2 separate regions of the Zea mays genome follow, and region 2 is linked to region 1. Evidence: chromatin contacts called from public Hi-C data. All regions are on one chromosome and are shown on one strand. Each heading gives the region's core, a stretch centred on a gene start, on an enhancer-like site or on the middle of the called end of the contact. The rest is flanking DNA. Distances are from core to core; before and after follow the strand shown.

Region 1 (6,711 bases), core at 2,488-4,987:
CAACCAGTACGCGGCTCCCTGCAACCCTACGCGGTTATCCCTTTCCCTTCCTACGCGGCTCCCTGCGACCCTACGCCTCTATCCCTTCCTCTTCTCCTAACCCCTCGGCTTCCTACGCGGTGGAGGGTGGCCAGTCCATTCCTCTTCCCCACTGCAACGCGGCAGCGCGATTCCTCTTCCACGGACGGCCACTGCAACGACGCGGCGCTCGATTCCTCTTCCACGGGCGGCCACTGCAACGACGCGGTGTGTGATTCCTCTTCCACGGGCGGCCACTGCAACGACGCGGCGCGCGATTCCTCTTCCCCACTGCGCGAACGATCAGTCGATTCCTCTTCCCTTCCTCTTCATCTTCCCCTTCCTCTTCCCTTCCTCTTCCACGCGGCTATCCTCTTCCCAGCGCGACACAACGTCCAGCGGCCGGACGGCGCATCATCCCAGCGCGCCCCAGCGCGGCGGCCGGACGACGGCAGCGCGGCGGCGCGGCTTCCTCAAGGTAAGTGTTCCTATCTTTGGTATACAACGTTCCGCGAGCGTTTATTGGAGTGTTCCCGATCGTTCCCATTCCTCGTTTCGGGACGAAGTTCCCAGAACGCGGATCGCGCCATCGTTCCTCGTTCCCTGTCACTAAGTTTTGGACCTCTTGCATGAGATACTTCACTGAGGGGAAAGAGATAGTAAGGCCAGGAGTGACTAGGTTTGCTTCAAACTATCTAACTTTGGATAGCATACAAGAAAAGAAGGACCAGCTACGAAAGATGGTGGTTCATAGTAGGTGGGACTCACTGAAGGATGTGAAATCAAAGAAGGGAAAAATGCCACAGCAACTATATTGAATCCAAGCTTTTGGAAGGATGTGAAGTTGACATTGGCTGTTTTGCGCCATTGTTCAAAGTTCTCCGTTTGGTTGGAGATGTGAAGCCATCCATGGGCTTTGTATATGGAGAACTATTGAAGGCAAAGAGACAGGTCAAAGAGGCCCTTGGCAATGTTGAGAACCGTTTCAAGGATGGTGTTGTTGTTATTGAGAAGAAGATGGCTGGAAGACTTGATTCTCCATTGCATTTGACAGCTTAATTGTTGAATCCACACTACAGTTATGCTGACCCATCAATCTTTGATGTTCCCAAAATAACAGAAGGTTTTATCAGTTGTGTGGAGACTTTTTATTATCATGACGACGAAATGCAAGAACAAGCAGCCAACATCGAACTCCAGAAGTTTCAAAATAGAGAAGGCCCATTTAGCAAGAAGCTTGCAAGTACTTTTGAAAACTTTGATTATAATCCAGGTAACAGTTGTTTGCTGATAGAGAGGTTTTTTATTTCAGCATTGTAACAAGCAATCTGTTGTACCTACTAACTAATAGAGAGGTTTTTATTTCAGCATCATGGTGGCGGCTTTATGGAACTGAAACACCAGCTCTACATAAGATGACTACCAAGATCCTATCTTTAACAGCAAGTTCTTCTGGTTGTGAAAGAAATTGGAGTGGGTTTGATGGGGTTAGTACCTATCTTTTATCAAAATTACAGCAGCATTACAATAAAATTGCAGAACTAAAAGGGCTCTTATTTTTAATTTATAGGTGCACACTAAGAAGAGAAATAGGCTTACTACAGACCGCCTCAACAAGTTGGTCTACATTCAATTCAACAACAGGCTGATTAATAAGAGAGCAAAGATCAAGTCCAAGAAAATTACTGATGTTCTCTTGTCTAGTGATACAACTGAAGCTCAAGGTTTCCTCCAAGAGAATGGAGATGATTGTGCATTAGTTTCCTTTAGAGATGAGGAAGATGAGGAAGAAGTCATGGAAGGTACAGGGATACCTTGGTCTGTGCTTGGAGATGCAGTGGGAGCAGAAGAACAACTAGAGCTGCGTAGAAGTGCAAGGGTGAGAGAGCTCAATGAAGAAGAGTTTTGAGTCCGAAGAAGAAGAGTTTGATGAAGATGAGGATGAGTATGAGATGGATGAACCCTAAGTGTGAGACAGCTTCGTGTCATGTTTTAGCTTTTATTATGCATCCATGTATCTTTAACTTGTGAACTTAGAACTCCTGCTGTGTGCTTGTGTTTTGTGTTGTGACTTGTGAGAAGTGAATCATGTGATGTATATTGCTACTGCTTACTGCTAGTCTGCTATGCATTTTATATGTGTTGCTGCCTGCTGTCCCTTCATGTTTGTGATTTCAAAAGGCTATCCTATGTTGTTGATCAGTACTTAATGGATGAAAGAAGGGTCAGACCTCAGATAAGTACCTAACTTGCTATTTCCTATTTTTTTATCACTTGTATTGATGCCCAATTGCATTAAAAGTGTTGTCCACTTCTATTGCAGCAGTGCTTGAGGATTCAGTAATCAGCAGATCTGCAAGGACAAAGGACCTAAGGTATGTCTACTGGTCCTTCCCTATTTTTTATCTATAAATGTATATATTATAAAAATTAGCAAAACGCCTAGAAAAACGCCTAGCATCGCCTAGGCTAGCCTAGGCTGGACTAGTCCCTAGGCTAAGGGTCATCGCCTAGATTCCGCCTAGCGCCTAGCAAAACTTTGCAAAGAGGAGCAGCCGAGCGGGCACATCAAAAATATGAGCAGCATCACGCTGGTGAGGAGAGAAGAATGGTAAATCTATCAGCTTGCTTGCTTTAACTAAATTAAATTGGTTTTTCTTTTTCTTAAATAGCGAAATGGCATTTTAGCGGGCACCTCGACGAAACCCCTATATTTGATGGCAATCCGGCGAAACCCACTTCTCATAATAGCATAATTCCAAATTTCTCAACAATTAGGTTGGTAATTCAGCATAAACTAACAGGATTCACGAATGCATATCCTTATTCCTTTTTTAAAGGATAAGGGAGAAATTGACTGCATGAGACTCCAAATGTGTTGGTGTTGATATTTAACAACATGTACCTATACGAATTACACTTAAGCTGCCTAAAACACTCATACACCATGATCGCTTAGACGCCCCTGCTGGATCGAATCAGTATTGGTTCAGGCTTCAATGGATTAAGCAAACTTCTCGAGCTCTGGCATTAAATATAGTTCTAGTTGCTGATACCTACGGGCAATGCATAGTACTAGATTCAACAGTACGAGACACTGTCCAATAAAACCAAGAACAAGAAGGAATTCAGCACTAGTACTACTTGCCTGGTCCTGGAGGAAGGGCTTGAGCCTATCAGCCGTCCACCCCATGGGGAGCCCGACGAGGCACTTTTCAAGTGACTGCTCATCCACCGTGACCTCCTCCTCGGCCTCCTCCTGGGCCTCCGCGGCGACCTTGCGCAGCTTCTTGGCGCGGTCAGAGGTGGGGTCCCAGGTGCCGTCGGGACGCGGGCGGAGCTCCTCCTCGGTGTGCGCGTAACGGCAGGACTCCCCGTGGCTGCACTCTTCGGCGCCGGCGCCGCGACGGCGAAAGTAGGAGCACAGGCTCGTCTTCCACATCGGGTGCCGGGCGACGTCGCTGCCGGCCGCATCCTCGGCGCCGCCGGTGGAGGCGGGGGCGGCTGGAGCGTCTTCAATGGACGCATCCAGCGAAGTCTCATCCCTCTTACGCTTCTCTCCGACGAGTTCCGGCTGCGGCGGCGGTGTCAGGACGTCCTCCATGGCGGCGGCGGTCGGCTGTGTGCGCGGATCGGCGGGTTGCACTTGCACTTGCAACGCGCAACGAAAGGAATTCTCGTCTTGGGCCTTTTTTTGCAAGTGGCCCGTTAGTTGTTCGCTTTCTCATCTGGAAAACGGCCTTCTCTATTCTGATCCATATGTTGTCTCCCTCATCTATTTTCTCTTATCTACTACAGTTTCGACGGTTGTACTACATCGTGCCACTATATAATCTATCAGTTTAAATTTAGCAAAACTCACTCAACCAAATCACCCTCATACCCATAACTTTCACTAAATCCACCAAAAAATTACACCCAGAGGTTTAGATCGTTGGATAATCTCATCAAAACCAACGATTCAGATCGCTAGATAACTCATATCCTTTACCCACTCAAATTCAATAGACAATATTATTTGGATCAATCCCCATTCATCTCCCTCTCTCACGACCCCTCCCCCCATGTGTCTGTACCGCCCCCTCCCCCCACGCGACAACCAATGGTGCACCGTCGAACCTCTGCCACGCTTGTGAGATCAGTGACCATTCTGATAGAAAAGTTGTCTTGTCAGTGGCACCGGACCCTGCCACGTGTGCTTCCACGTCAGCTATCCATTGAATTCTAAAGTTGGTCGTTGAACTCTGACAAGTCTGACGCTCATCGGACCAAGTCCGGTGCGCCGAAGTCCTTAACTCTGAAAAATAGCCTCTTTGCATAAGTGATCAGGTGCACCATCCCACACAAAAGCCTGAAATAAACCCTCTCTATGTAACCGGTTTGGCGCACATCGAACTCGGTCTGGTGCACCACAGAGCAGCACACTTAAATCCTTTTTGGGCAGTTTGTCCAACTAGTATAGGTCATAGTTCATCTTTTTGAATTCTCTGTCTTAGATTCCAATTTTGGCTCTAACTTAGTTCCAATGCACCTTTCTAAAGTCTAATCTTTTCAATCCCTTTAAGGTGCTCAAAAGCATTTCTAAGGGTATTTAGAACTTATCCAAACTCATGAACTACTTATAGTTCATCTTTTCCAAATTATTCCCCTTCTAGCCTTGGTTTGAGCTATTGTTCATATTCAATTCTCCAATTTCATTCTTATGGACCTGCGTTCATTCACTTATCAAACTAGTTAGTCTATAAGGTTGTGATGGTCATCAAGCACCAAAACTATTGGCTTAAATCCCATTTCCCTTTCATGAAGCTCCTACGCTACTCACTGAGGACCACACGACGGTGGTTGCTTGTCTTCGCTGCGACGACGCTTGGCTTCGTGATTCTAGCAGCAACGGTTTGCTAGAACTCGATAACAAAGGCTTCTAAGTCTTGGATAGATCTAAGGGTTTGCAGTGGCTTATATAGGTGTGAGGGGGGCACGTTTGGGCGGTGCGGAGCTTGCTCAATCGTCGGATCAGCAACGAACTCGAAGATGAGTTCGCTTCGGACGGGGAAAACGGAGCTGGCGAGTGAGGCCCACTCACCCGTTTCTGTAACTCACATGTGCGCGAGGGCACGACTCCGTGAAGGAGACGACTTCACAGAACTACGCCTTCGACAACATCCAGTTAGGTGTGGGCAGCTGAGAGGACGTGTGTCACACCCATATTTAAGGGCAAACCGGGGCGCATTTCAAATGCGTGTTATGATCAAGTATCACGCATATGATGACTCATGTACAGAAATCAATGTCACATATTTATTACATATACGGGTTCTATACAAAATAGTTAAATAATTACATCATATGATGGCAATGATCTTTCGCAACTATAGTTGACTCGGAGACGATGGTCTAGATCTCTCCGAACTCATCGTAGTATCCTTCATGCTCCTCCAGCGGTAACTGTTCTTGACCTGGTGTGAGCTTAACAAGAGTGAGCTCACATACGTTCATCGCTCAACAAGTTGTGGGGAACAATGTGCATGAGCTCACTTACGGTGGGGCTCATGTGAAGTGTAAGGCTTACCAAGGAAAAATGGTTAAGGCTCAGCATTGCTTTTAATAAGCTGGTCAAAATTTTATTAGCAATTACTAAGTATAAGTATATACCATCCTAATTAAATAAGATATCACAATTGATAATAAATCTCACAATGCAATGCATATGACAAATTAAGTTTAATTCCATAAATTACTCATGTGATGGATCGAGCCACTCATGACAGTGAGCACGGCTGATATACTAGGTTTACACTCTGTAGAGGTTGCGCATATTTACCCACAAGTCGTGATACCCATCTGCCACGGGTTGTACGGATCTCATACACCTCTACCGAGGAGGCAAGACAGGGTAGCACTACGAGGCCTTTCCAAAGTTTCACTAGCACGAGAGAACCCGCTACAGAATTAGGCATGAGGGGCGATATAGGAATCCCTCGCACAAAAAGTTAACACAGACAGATTGTAACACTCTAAATTTGGGGTATAAAATTTCTTCTATAATATCTACTAAATTCAGGTGTTATCTCTTTTCTACTCTCTATATATTTATTTTCTCTTCCTTTGAGTAGGGTTTAGATTATTTAATTGGAAATGTATTATTACTCTAGTAGATCAAAATCTAGGGTAGTATGATATGTTGCATCATGCTGACCCTAAACTCTAATTTTTGTTTGATGCATATGCTTGAATTATTCCAATTTGAATTTGTGGCATGTTTGAATTTGAATCCAAAAGAGAAAATAAAAAGAAAAGGAAAAGATAATTCGGAATAAAATAAAAAACCAAATCAGCACAGGACCCTCTCCACCTCGGCCTTTCGACCCAGTTGGTCCACCCTAGTCGCGCACCCACTTCCCCCTTTCTCTCTCTTCTCGGTGGGCCCACCCTGTCAGCGCCACCGCATTGCCCGCGTGCGTCCGTACTCCCTCAGTCTGTGGGCCCTGCTTGCCAGCCCCAGCCGCGCGCCCTCACCTGCCCTTCGCACCCGCGGTCACCGATCAGCGGGTCCCGCTCGTCAGCTTCGCCCACTACTCCGTAGCCGCCTCCTCTGCGCGCGCCATCGTGGACACGTCCATGAAGCGCGTCCCTAAGCAACCGCCCATGCGCTCGGCCTCTATTCAAACCCCCCTCGCTCCCCTGCTCGGCCAC
Region 2 (6,861 bases), core at 3,293-5,792, 150 kb after region 1:
CAGGTACTTGGTCTGTCGGCGGACGCACCTCCCAGGTCTGCTTCCTCGTCTTGTGTCGCGATGGACCCAACGAATCAGAGCTCCTCAGGTGCAGGGCGGCACCGCTCTGTCGCTGCTGCGAAGGGCCATGGTCAGCAACATGTGCCGGCACTGGGAGTATTGACTATATGCACTGGCAATGGGAAGGATGTCCTGTTGGATGGAAGGGTCAATTCACTTGAGGTGATCAAAAAGTACCAACTCTGATTCTTGAAGTTGTGGCCTCACATGATCTTTGGACTTGGCATGCATTCTTCGGTGTTGCTGGTTCTAATAATGATATCAATGTCCTGCAACAATCATCATTGTTCATCCAAGAACTCAAAGGGCAAGCTCCTCGAGTGCAATATATGGTTAATGGGAATCAATACGACCAGGGTTACTATCTAGCTGATGGAATATATCCGGAATGGGCTATTTTTGTTAAGTCAATATCCATGCCTATCAATGACAAAGATCAGGAGTTTGCTAATCATCAAGAAGGCGAAAGGGAGAATATTGAACAAGCATTTGGTGTCCTACGATGTCGATGGTGTATTTTGAAGTGACCAGCTCGTCTACATGATAAAAAAAACAGCTTGAGAACATTATACAAGCTTGCATCATACTTGACAACATGATAGTCGAAGATGAGAAGAAAGAGGATATTAAAGAGAGTCTTGATTTGAATGAGGCTGCATGTTCTGCCATCGTCGAACAACCTGAATTCTCCTTTGGTGAATCCATTCCATTTAAAGAGTGCTAGAGAATCAAACAGATCTTCAAGATCGTGCAGCTCATCTAAAATTAAAGGACTCCGTTGAGCATATTTGGCAAAAATATGGGGTCGTTAAAAAGTATTTATGAACTCATGGAACATATTATCTTTATATGTTACAAATGTGGGCGTTGTAAAAAGAATATATCTTATTTATATAAAAAAGAACCAAGCCATGTTCTCTTCTGATTGTCCATTTCCTGTTATTTCAGATTTGCAGATGTTCAGTTTGTGAGATCGTCGATGGCTTTTTTGTCCAGTTTGGCTGAGTTCGTCGATTGTCCAGTTTGGCTACAGATAAAAAAGATTTTTTTTGGCAGATGTTCTGTGAGATCTTCGATTGTCCACATCAGGCAGCACATTTATCTCAAGGAAGTTACTATTTTTTGGCTACAAATGAACATGCGACACTAGATCATGAGACTTACTAGCATTTAATTGCACTGATTAGCTTAGGAAACGGTGAAATGAAACTCTACATGGTGTTCTATTCATCCGCCAACCTAATGTGGCGTTCTTGAAAACAGGGACGTGAAACCTCCCATAGAGAATAGCCTTACAATCGATCACATGAACAAGAACCAAGAAATTTAGCACTTGTAAAGGAGCATCACATGAACAAGAAGATCTGCAGCACTTGAAGATAAGGTGACATGCTTTTACTAAAACTCCTGAAACAATGTGTAGCTAAACATAAGTTTTTTTTAAAAAAAAAATCCTACATATTGCCTTTTGGCCTGCGAACTAAAAAGAAGAAGAAAGAATACAAACAACATGAACATATACAATGCACGGCTTTGCAGCAAGATGACTGGCTTCATATAATTTTCATCCTACAAAATATTTCCCAAAAGTTGGACTATAACAACAGAAATTCTGCATGAGGTTGCGCAGAACCTGAAAGCCTCCTCCCCTTCTGAAGAGCTGCTTCTCCAATGTAGTCAACCTGGGATTCCTCTGCGCTATATAAGCCAAAACTTCATGGCTTAATTTCTATAGTATATGCCTGGAAAACAGCAACGGCAATTAGCTATAGCTGAGGTAAGAAAAATATTAGACATGATGTGAACTTATTCACAAGTGGAAAGGATAAAGACGATGGATGCAGACAAAAAGAAATTTGGGCCACACCCCCAATCAATCATGTTAGCAGATATGCTAGAGATTATTGGATGCTTTTGAAATGCATTCCATTACCTGAATTATTTATGCTTTGGAAAAGAAGCTGAGCTGATCTATTTCACACTTTTTTCAGATACAGAAATGAAAGGCATAGATGATATGACGCAAATGTTTCCAACCTAAAACCTAACAAAGAGGGCATAGGAAGTAAAAGTTGGCTGTAATCAACCATATGGGTTCCAGAGCAGATCATGAATGCAGAGCTGAAATGAGTCGCAATCAGAAAACAATTAATTTAATATAGCGTTCGTTGAGACGCCACACGCCGTGATTTTGTGGAGCAGATGTCGCTGAAATGCTAAAGACAACTGAAAGGGGACCCAATGGCCCTTCTGTATACTATATGGTAAGCGTGAAGTTGAAGGATGTAAGAAATGGGTACCAACTAAGAACCCATCTGTATATGTAGAGAACCAGAGCAGATTTCAGGAAGGTACAAAACAAACCTGTCAAAGGAGTCAGTTGCTTTGATGAACATAGCTGTTGAATACTATTTAAGAGGAATGATCACATCCAGATTCGCCGCAACTCGCCATCCTCTGGGATAGGCGAGATTCTCAGATCCAGCCGGCACATGCCAGTTCATTATTTGGGAGCAGTCAGCGGGTATGCCTTCCATCTGGCTCTCATCCTCCACTAGCTGCTCCACGAACGTGGTTGTTGCCTGCAAAGAAAGTAACAACCATCTCAGATGCGGCACGTACGAATAGATTAACTGAACAGTCAGAAGACAGAAACCAAGAACTTACTTGGAGGCCTTGTTTCGCTGTGTCTGGATGCCGGATTGAATTCCATGCCAAATGGGAGCGGAGCCTGGGGTCCCAGAGCATGGTGCTGTTGAATGCGAAACCCGACATTGCAACATGGAATCTACGGAGCTTGCTGGCATGCTCGCTTGTGTGCCATCCCACGACTTGGTTCTGTTTGCACACAGGGCCTTCCAGCACCACACCAACACCATCCTTTCTGTTCTCGGAGATCACTGGCACAGGCCATGTGCCGAACCTCCTAATCATGGGAGGAGAGTTTGCAATAAGTCAACAGCAGGGTTTAATTTATATAATAAATGAAGTTTTCTCCAATAAAAAAGAACATCATATTTCACTGCCGGCCCGTGTCTCTCATCTGATGTTGGCATGTTACTGTTATATTAGACTACAAAACCAACATTCTTGAGTTGAAATGTAAGAACTTTTGAGTCCTATGTCCAGTACAAGCAGCAGTCAGTATTCATTGTGTTGTGCCTCAGATAGAAAAAACAAAGAAAAGGTACCGGTTTTTTCAGTCGATTCAGACAGCATATAACAGGAAAAGGTGACCCTAAATTAGACAGCAGACTCCCTTTGCAATCGGAAAGAATTCCAGAGGCTGAATGCAATCGTGTTGGATAAGGGCAACCGCAAAACATTAAGGTACCCATAAATATTGGCACTAGTAGGAATGTATTCATCATCAAATTAAGATGGGACCTTCAATTCAACAGGTGATGGGGTGACTGGCCGACTGTGGAGGGGGAAGATTGGAGAAGAAGAAGATGAGCAAGGAAGGAAGGAATGGAAGCAGTACCTGACTTGGCGCAGACGTTTGAAGAGGTCGAGGGAGTAGACGCCCTCCTCGTCGGCGAAATAGACAATGGCGTCGATGCGGTGGTTCTCGAGGAGCTCGAGCGCGGCGTTCATCTGGTGCGGGCGGAAGCGGAGCGCGTCGTCGGAGGCGGAGGCGGATGCGTTGAGCTTGTCGCAGCAGCCGACGTAGCGGTGCATGACGGTGGTCCCCCGCAGCGCGGCGGCGGCCTCGGGCGTGGGGTCGCCGGCCTCGACGACGAGCCAGAGCAGGGGCGGGTGGACGAGGCGCAGCGTGTGGCCCAGCCGGCTGAGGTAGTACGCCTGCGCGGCGCGCGCGCGCGTGGGCGTGACGACGACGAGCAGCTTGCTGTTGCTTTCGTCGTCGTCGTCGTCGTGGTGGTGGTGGTGGTGGTTGTTAAGGCGGTCGATGGGGAGCTGGTGGCGTGGGATGACGGCGGGGCTGGAGGACGCCGGGCGGAGGTGCGGGGTCTGGTGGGGGAGGTGGGAGAGGAAGTGGAGGAGGCCGAGGAAGGAGCCGAGGAGGAAGAAGGCGGCGAAGCGCGGGAGCGGGCGGCGCGTGAAGAAGAGGAAGGGGTGCGGGTGGTGGAGGTGGTGGTGGGTGCGTGGGGAGGAGGATGTCGAGGAGTGGCGGAGCGGCGAGGAGGGCGGGGAGGACGTGGCGAAGGGGTGGTGGTGGCGCAGCAGGTGCTGCTTGGCGGGCGAGTGCGGCCGGCGGATCGACGCCATTATTGTTGTTGGCTGATGAGGGTCCGGCGGCGGAGGGTGGTGGTGGGAGGGGGAGGAGGGATCAGCAACAAGTAGTAGAAGTAGAGATGGAGTAATCCTGGCGCGAATGGCGGGGGAATGGATGTTGAAGTCAGCAGGAGTTGGGCTGCGGTCGGAGTCGGACGAACGGAGGTGGAGCAGAGAGAGAGAGAGGAGGAGGTTCGGTCGGGGTTGGTGACGTGGGTTTAGATGCGAGGAAGTGGGAACAGGTCTGCTTCCTTTGCTCGGCCAGAGGAGGTCGCCGTGGACCAAGAGCAAGCAAGCAAGGAAGAGGAGAAGAAGCTGCAGAGCAGAGGACGCGTGACGTCACACAGCTCATAGATCCTCCAGCGCCAGCGAGTAGTTATTATTACAGCTAGCAAATAATTAAGGTCATTGCACGCGTTGGTTTGACCATTGTTCAACTAGTTAATTAATAAGGTCATTATATTCCTTTATTTGATTTGGTATATCAACGAGAAACCAACGACGCCAGCACAGTACAATGCATACATGGTGACAGATTTGGAAGACAAAAAATCTAAACAGGTCAGAATCTTGGAGCCTGCTGTGTGGTGGTAGCAACTAGCAAAGGCGAGAACCGAAACCTAGAAGGAATTTAATTGGAGAGACTGATCCGACCAGCTGGTTGCAAGTGTGACTGTGTGAGAGCATCTCCAACAACAAACTCTAAAATAGAGTCCTAAAATTTGAAATAGGACCATATTTAGAATGTTTAGGGTCTCAAAAGAAATGTTTACTCCAATAGTCAGGCCTTAAATAATGCTATTTAGGAAATAAATCATGATATTAGGAAATAAATGGTTGGAGATTAAGTGGAAATGAGGATAGGGCTCCAGTATATGGGTACTATATTTAGGACCCGAGAGACCGAGCCCTATAACCATTTGATGAAATTTTATAAAATAGGGCCGCTGTTGGAAGAATGTTTTATGGTTTTGAGCCCTATATTTAAAATAGGACCATGTTTAGAGCCTCTCTTGGAGATGCTCTGACAGCTCTTCCTAGCGTGTTTAGGTGGCGTGGGGCAACGACACGATACGTCCGCGTCGTCGGGCTGCACCGACGAAACAACACGGCTTCCTTGCTTGTAAAAATCCGGTGGTCTTTTTTATTAGTATGAATGGAGATCAAGAAAAATGTGTGTTATATACACAAATCCTCTCAGCAGCAGGTGGGGAACCGAATGATATATATAGACAGATAGTTTGCTGCACTCTAAAGTCCAAAGTCGGATGCAAAGCCGCAAAGTTGAGGCTGAACTGATGAGACGGACTTGGGTTCGGTGCCGCCCTACCTAGACAAAACAGATGCATATGCTTATGATTGAGGGGTTCTAATTTGAATTTATGACATATTTGAATTTGAATCCAAAAGAGAAAATAAAAAGAAAAAGGAAAACAGAATTCGAAAGAAAAAGAAAAAGCAAAAGGCCGCTCACGCCACGCTCGCCCACCCCTCTCTCTGCGCGGTGGGTCCCACCTGATGGGGTCGTCTCACTCGCTCGCGCGCCCGTCCCCCCCCCCCATCTGTCTCTGCCAGCCTAGCCCCGCTTGTCGGTGCCATCGCTCGCGCACGTTCTCTCCCGCAGATCCGCAGGCCCAGCCTGTCAGCCCCGTCCTCTTCAACCGCCCGCTCGCACGCCCCGCATGCACACCGGGGACTTCACGCCCACGTCGCGCGCTGAGCCTCGACGTTCGCACCTCAGAACGCACACCAATTTGTTCTCTCCCTCTCTAATTTCCCCTGCCCGCGCTCACCCGCCCTCCTCCGCGCAAACGCGGTGCCGCCGCCGTCGACCCGAGCCGTCGTCGTGCCCCTGCTGCTGTCCAGAGGTCCCTAAGGTTCCCCTTCAGGTAACAAACCTTCCCTGCCCTCTCCTTTTCCCTTCCTTGCTCTCTGTCGCGCGCAATTCCCCACCGGAGTTGAGTGGCGGCGCCGAACCGCCTCACCGTGGGCCACCACCCTTTGGTGCCCTGCCTCGATGTTACCCTCGCCTTTGTGCTGCCCGCACTTCCCCTGACCTCTCAGAGCCATCCTCGTCGCCTTGGGATACCCGGGGCGCCCGCACCCTCGTCTCCAGTGAGCTCCCGCCGCGGACACGGGCGCTGCCGCCCCTGGCGGCCAGGGAAAGCTGACCGGGACGAGCCATCTGATCCCTGGCGTCCATCTCTGATCGGACGATCCCTTCTTAAATAAACCGTACCTGTCGGCGTTTCGACCCCCGGGGGGGTCCCTGGACCGACGAGTAGAATTGTCTCTGCGTGTCCCAGCCCAGATGGGTTGGCGCGAGACGGAACACAAGGGAGGAAAACTCGGCTCGTGTTATCCCGCGCCACGGGGGGATGCGCTCGTAGTAGGGGTTACAAGCGTTCGCGAGAGAGAGAGAGAGAGTGAGCCGGTTCGTCAGCTCGTTCTCCCGCGCGACCCTTTGCATGAAGGCCCTGGACCTTCCTTTTATAGATGCAAGGAGGGGTCCAGATGTATAATGGGGGTGTAGCTATGTGCTAACATGTCCGACAGAGAGGTGCC

The links. Hi-C and Micro-C count contacts between places; a contact is called where the count stands out from the background.
Region 2: a contact with region 1 is called in a Hi-C map of leaf, with 4 times the contacts expected there. The contact joins the promoter of LOC100383623 here to the promoter of LOC103641439 in region 1. A contact is called at or near these places in 3 of 25 Hi-C or Micro-C datasets (ear, leaf and tassel).

The regions. Positions count from the first base shown.
Region 1 is chr10:97,209,991-97,216,701 of Zm-B73-REFERENCE-NAM-5.0, forward strand. It overlaps LOC103641439 (zinc finger CCCH domain-containing protein 24), which reads right to left and starts at 3,738. Exons shown (of 13, transcript XM_008664787.4): 1 at 3,167-3,738. The coding sequence starts at 3,622. LOC103641436 (a long non-coding RNA gene) reads left to right here and starts at 1,199. Exons shown (of 3, transcript XR_004853202.1): 1 at 1,199-1,291; 2 at 1,387-1,505; 3 at 1,589-1,684.
Region 2 is chr10:97,363,087-97,369,947 of Zm-B73-REFERENCE-NAM-5.0, forward strand. LOC100383623 reads right to left here and starts at 4,543. Exons shown (of 4, transcript NM_001366825.1): 1 at 3,545-4,543; 2 at 2,728-2,986; 3 at 2,425-2,642; 4 at 1,427-1,802. The coding sequence starts at 4,290. The coding sequence ends at 2,469.